2 separate regions of the Mus musculus genome follow, and region 1 is linked to region 2. Evidence: chromatin contacts called from public Hi-C data. All regions are on one chromosome and are shown on one strand. The core of a region is the stretch at or near the end of the contact, and the rest is flanking DNA. Distances in the headings are between cores, read along the strand shown.

Region 1 (3,006 bases), core at 308-2,807, 250 kb after region 2:
GTTTCTAGCAGACAGAACCCTTAGGTCCACATTTCCCTAACCTATATTTTCTCTTTGCACTCCAATGGCATTCATGACTATTCTGAAAATTGAATTTTAAATTTTAACCGTTTTAAACTTTTAACAAAGACATCTTGTGATTATAACCATTGCATACTTTCTGGTGTGAAATTGTACCTGTGTTGTGGTATGTGTAGAAAGCGCATTTGCTCTTATGTTTAATAATGTTGTATGGAACGGTCATTGGATATTCACACCCCATCTTTTTGGCTGGTATTTTGAGGATTGTGTTATTGAGGTGAGAGCTGTTCTGGCATTGTTGATTAGAACGGTGGTTCCTGATGCACAGGTCTGAGAAGTTGCCTTGAATCAAGTAGAGCTGCTGGACCACAGGGTGTTTAAATGTCCAGCTTTGTCTTGCTGCCTTAATTAGGTCATCATTAGAGTGTGGGTCTGTGTTTCTCCCAAGACTTGGAAATCTTACAGTTCTTTGGTGTTTAATTGACGTATGTGAGTAAGAACTTTAATTTGTATTATTTGATGCAATTGCCCCCTGTTGCAGCTTGAATTGATTTTTTTTTTCTGTTGAATGATGGTGAAGAACTCTTGTCACTCACGGGCTCATCTTCTTCCAGGCATGACATGTCTATTCGCAATCTTCATTGTTTTGTAGCAGAGTTATGTGTTTCTTGATGGTTTGTTGGAATCTGTTGGGCTTGACTTCTTGGAGATATTTTCTTCATCGGTGAACAATGGAATGATAATATAATGTTTATAGGGTTGACTTAAAAATAAATTAGTGTTTGCAAATGGTACTTTGCATTTCTTCATAGAGCATCCTAGATCGCTGAAAAAGCTTGCTTCTTCCTTGCTGGATGAGCTCTACCCCTCCCCATCAGTGGATTGATTCCATTGGAGATTTGCCCCATCTACTTAGAGGAGAGACTTGGTTGTTTGTTGTGAGCAGTGTATTTCTACTAGTATTATATTTTAGAACTAAAGTAAGTTATATAGAGTCAGACCTACTTGGGGAATAAGAAAGGAAACAAATTGAAAGGAAGAGATTAAAAAAAAAGAAAAAAAGAGTGAGATTCGTTATAATTGCTCTGTGATCTTAACAGCCTGCCTGTAGATTTTTGATGCGTGAACTAATATGACAATTGGGGAATGAAACAATTTTGAAATTATATCCAAGAAAGCTGGAAAGCTGCTACCAAACGGCAGCTTCCACATTGCTGCCCGGAAACCAGGCTCACAGGGAGACGTAGATACTTCGGGGATTCTGTGTCTCTCCTAGACTCTCCTTCCACAGCATTCTGGAGAACACTGCACAGTCATGCGGAGCCACCACACTGGGAACCTGGGGCAGAAGCAGAAGCAGCATCCCAAGGACATTCCAAAATGCTACGCAGTTACTAATGGCTCCTGGCTCCTGGCTTGATCTTTGAGATTGCCTTCCAGAGGAGAATTTCGCAGGGGCGGTAAAGCTTTGCCTTTACTGCCTGGAGCTCTCTGGGCTTCCCTGGGAGTATTCCTGGAGGAGTGGAGCTGCACGGTCTTGCTGAGATTGCTGCAGTGCAGTATGCCTTCATTCATCTGTCTGTATCTGTGCTCAAAGTCTCTCTTAGGACTTGGAGGTAAATTTTCTCTATTGCCAACCTGGATGTATACCTTTGCAGCGTGATGGTGGTGGGGAATTATAATTGGAATTAGAGTCTGAATACGATAAGCCATTAAGCAAATTGGCACATGGATTCTACAAGGGAAACAGGGATATTATTCTTAATTCCATAATACTCTTAACATGTTTGCTCGCTTGTGACTTTGCTCTGGTACCAGTCCTCTCATTTGAAAACTGTGCTTGTTAGTTTGAGCAGGGAAATGTGGGTGCCGAGAGGGCACAGGACATAGCCACAATGTCACCTTACCTGAGCTTTTTGTCTTCTCTTGTACACAGCAGTCTGACCCATTTGTTAGGAATTCTCTGTGCTGGCAAAACATGTTTGAGCAGTCTGGAAACGATTTTCTAGTTGTGATGGCAACTTACAGTTTAGGAAGTAGTTAAGAGAAGTTTGAACTCTCTCCAAAGACAAGAGTGTTTTCTACTCGGGCGTCATCTCTCAGCTCACAAGTTGTGATTCATTTTATTCCATGCCAAGAATTAAACAGAAGAATAGGGCGATGGAATTTAAGTTTACTTTGTAAGTAATTGTAAAAACAACTGGTAACCCAACTTCACTGATGCATGGTTGTTAATTCCCCAACAATCAAACGATGCGGCTGCTTTTAAACCTAACTCAGCTATTTCAGGAGAGAGAGCCTCATGCCCGAGTTGCCTGGGGGTGTATTGCTCTTTATGTGATCCTTCAAATAGTAGATGCTAGCAGTGCCTGGGACTGTGAGTGACTGGTGACCAGAGAGAAGCAGCAGAAACTCAGGAACTTCTCTCGGTGAGAGCTTTAATCTTTTCATGCATTTCACAAGGGGCTCTTAATGTCTCAAGAGTTTCCATCTTTATTACATGCCTCATCCTGAGGGCCAGGGGGCAGTGAATACATAGAAACCCAACCCCTCCCCTGCAGTTCTCTCTCTCTCTCTCTCTCTCTCTCTCTCTCTCTCTCTCTCTTTGAAAAAGGAGGAAGGGCAGAGGTATTTCTCACTGATAAACTGAAGGGTGTATCCTTAAGTGGTCGGTAGCTGTTGCCTCACCTGGAGAGGGAGACTAACCATCAGTCTCTTCCAAACCAATAAGGAATGTCCTTCTAACTCAAGCTGTCTTATTTGGATTAAGATTAATTTGCAAAAGCTAAGCATTTGGGCCAGAAGGGTTTGTGAACATTCTTTAGAATGACTGCTCACTGAAGTCTAGTATGTTATCCAGACTGCAAAATAACCCTTATACTGCATCCTACCAAACCTCATTTACTTCTCCAAGCAATGCATCCATCCGCAGGTGCACGGTACAGAACTGATTGAAAACTTGAACTGCGGGTGGTATTTAAATCA
Region 2 (2,700 bases), core at 51-2,550:
TCTTAAAGCTGGGCATCTTCAGACTCCCAGCAGATCTCCTCAGGAAAATAATTAACTTCAAAGAAAATTGTGTAGCTTGAGAGTGGAGAGCTTCAGAAGTCACCAATAAGTAACCAAGACTAATGCCAATAACATGAAGGGCCACCCCATTATAGGCCCCATTACTATACTTCTGTAGTGTCTGTTGGTAATGTATTACCCAAATCTCTTCACAAGAAAACAGCAGACAAAGCCAAACTCAAGAGATAATCTACCAAAAACAAACAAACAAACAAACAAACAAAACAAAACAGAACAAAACAAAACAACAGCACTCAATAGAAGTCTGGAGAAACAGGAAACTACCAAGGTTCTGCTATGCACTGGAGACAGAGACAAGACAACTAAACACAAGATGGGATCTTAGATTGGATCCTGGAACAAAGACAACAAAAAGCTGGGAAAATCTTAAGTGCAGACAAACAGCTATTGTTTGGTGACTAGGAACATGGAGGTATTCACCCCTCCTTCTGGTCACTGTCCAAGGGTCAGGCTAGATGTTAACAGGAATCAGAACAAGCATGGGCAGATCTTTCCATGTTGTTCTTGCAAGTTTTCTGTAAATCTAAAACTATAGTGTTAAAAGGATCCCAAGGGATCCAGAGGAGAAGAAGAAGAAGAAAAAAAATGAGGCAATATGACTTGAAAGAGAACTTCCAGAAAGGCATATTAACTGATTAATAGATACATAGTAACTGATAAATCTAAACATAGTAAAAACGTTTTAAATGAATCAACTAGAAATGTCAGAACTAAAGAACACCGAGATCTGGGCTGCAGAGAGGGCTCAGCTGGTCCAGGCACTTGTAAGCTACCCCTTCCAGCCTGAGTTCCCACCTGGACTCCCACAAAGTGGCAGAGAACTGGTTCCTGAGCATTGTCCTCTGACCTCCCAACCCACGGGGCACAGTCAGGCACACAGAAAAACAAACAAGAAACAAATAACATTTAAGAGAGCGCTGACAGTTCAAAGTAGGACCCTTTTATAATTGTGCCGCCGCTAGGTGGAGCAGGTGGAGGGATACCTGTGCGACTCGTTTCCTAGGACGTTCTGATAACAGCCACGTTTGGGAACTACTCATTGAATGAACATTATGATAAACGTCACTAAACGTGGAGTATGATGAGGGATCCTAAGGTTGCTGCTGCGTTTGAGGATTTTGATTGCGTTCAGCCGCGTGGAAAGGGCACAGCACAACACAGAAGATGATGGCGGCGGCGGCTGGAGCCAGAGGATCTGTCTTTCAGTGTTCCTCTGCTTTCTCTCTCACCAGAGGCCACCCTTGAGCATATCCCGGTCTCCATGAACAAGAACACTGCTTCTGCCCAGTGAAACCCTTCACAAAGTCTAAGGCTCTTCATAGGAAAAAGTTGTGGGGAGCTGGTCACATAGGTCTCCTCTGTTCAGCACATACTGAAATTTCAGATTAACAGAACAGCAACCACGGCCAGCTAGGAAAAGCTGAAATTACAGAGGCACTGCTTGCCTTCAGTCTCATGGCCTGGCCAATGGCAGTTCCCAAGCAGCCCTCTGCGGGAATGGCATCATGGATCTGACATACTCAATCCCTCATTAACATTGACACTGCACTGAGCCCTTCTGTGAACACAATCACCATGTTGGCTGTTTTACATACATTGCCTCATATAATCTTCGTGGCAATTCTCCACATTGGTATTGATTTTTCTAGAGGGGGATTGAGACTTACAGATAGCCCCCCCCCCCAATTTATACTTACACACTTTAAAAAAATTAATATATTTATTTGTTTACTTACATCCCAACGGCAGTTTTCCCTTCCTCCTCTCCTCCTAGTCCTTTCCCCACACCAAGATGACACTTCAATTCTGGAAAAACAACAACAACAACAATTTAACAAATTAATCCCATTACACAGCATGTAAGCAATTAGCTATCCTTCAAACTCACAGTTTGGTTCATGCTGGCTTGAATCTTTGATTTTTTTTTTTTTTTTTTGAATTACAAAAAGCTAACAGCTACCCTCCTTCTATATGGAACTTTTTTTTTTCATAAAGGGTGTTTCCAAAAGTACCTAAAAGCAAATTTTATAAACCTCCTTTTTAAACAGCCACCACTTATGTAAGTAATAAGTAGTATATATGCATATACCTAAGGTAGACCCTGAGGCTTAATGCCATCCGGTTAGTTCCCACCTCTCTACACTGCTGCACTGGGAGTAAAGGTTTCAACACACGCTTGTGGAAGGACAGCTTGGCACCATAGCAACAAAACATTATCCTCCCCCCCCCCCATAAAACACCTATATTATTCATCCTATAGTACAGCGGAGCCCTCCATGTTCCAGTGGAAGGATTTCTGGATAAGAAGCACATGGGTTCGGTTTACACAGTTAAGTTCTTTCCTGACAGATGCCATCGCTGACCATCCTTAAATACAGAAATGCAGGTAGAGTTTGGGTGTGCTAATTGCACACATGAGCCAGTATATTTCTCTCACTGCTACATTCCACATGGAGAACAGCTGTGACCTGACAGCTTTTGCAAAAATGTATTCAGGTACAGTAGCAGCGAACTGTATCCAGATGCCTACATGCTGCTCTATGTCTGAAAGGAAGCTGGGAGTCAGAAACCAACAGCCATCAGATGTGTCTCACCTTCAGATAAATATTTCATGCTCAC

The links. A called contact is a pair of places that touch in the nucleus more often than the background predicts.
Region 1: a contact with region 2 is called in a Hi-C map of cerebral cortex, with 4 times the contacts expected there. The contact joins two enhancer-like sites. A contact is called at or near these places in 3 of 484 Hi-C or Micro-C datasets (cerebral cortex, embryonic stem cells and liver), 5 of 115 datasets of contacts at active chromatin or transcription factors (craniofacial prominence, embryonic basal ganglia, embryonic forebrain and 2 more) and 1 of 9 other capture datasets (pancreatic islet).

The regions. Positions count from the first base shown.
Region 1 is chr17:69,126,109-69,129,114 of GRCm38.p6, forward strand. It overlaps a transcript of Epb41l3 not described here. Among named protein-coding and RNA genes, the nearest start is that of Epb41l3, 32 kb to the right of the region's middle. Within about 2 kb of position 1,558, at least 22 of the 459 cell types and tissues checked have an H3K27ac peak or open chromatin away from gene starts, as enhancers often do. A contact at or near this core is called in cerebral cortex, where this site is marked.
Region 2 is chr17:68,880,786-68,883,485 of GRCm38.p6, forward strand. No RefSeq gene overlaps it. Among named protein-coding and RNA genes, the nearest start is that of Gm36392, 7.9 kb to the left of the region's middle. Within about 2 kb of position 1,301, at least 28 of the 459 cell types and tissues checked have an H3K27ac peak or open chromatin away from gene starts, as enhancers often do. A contact at or near this core is called in cerebral cortex, where this site is marked.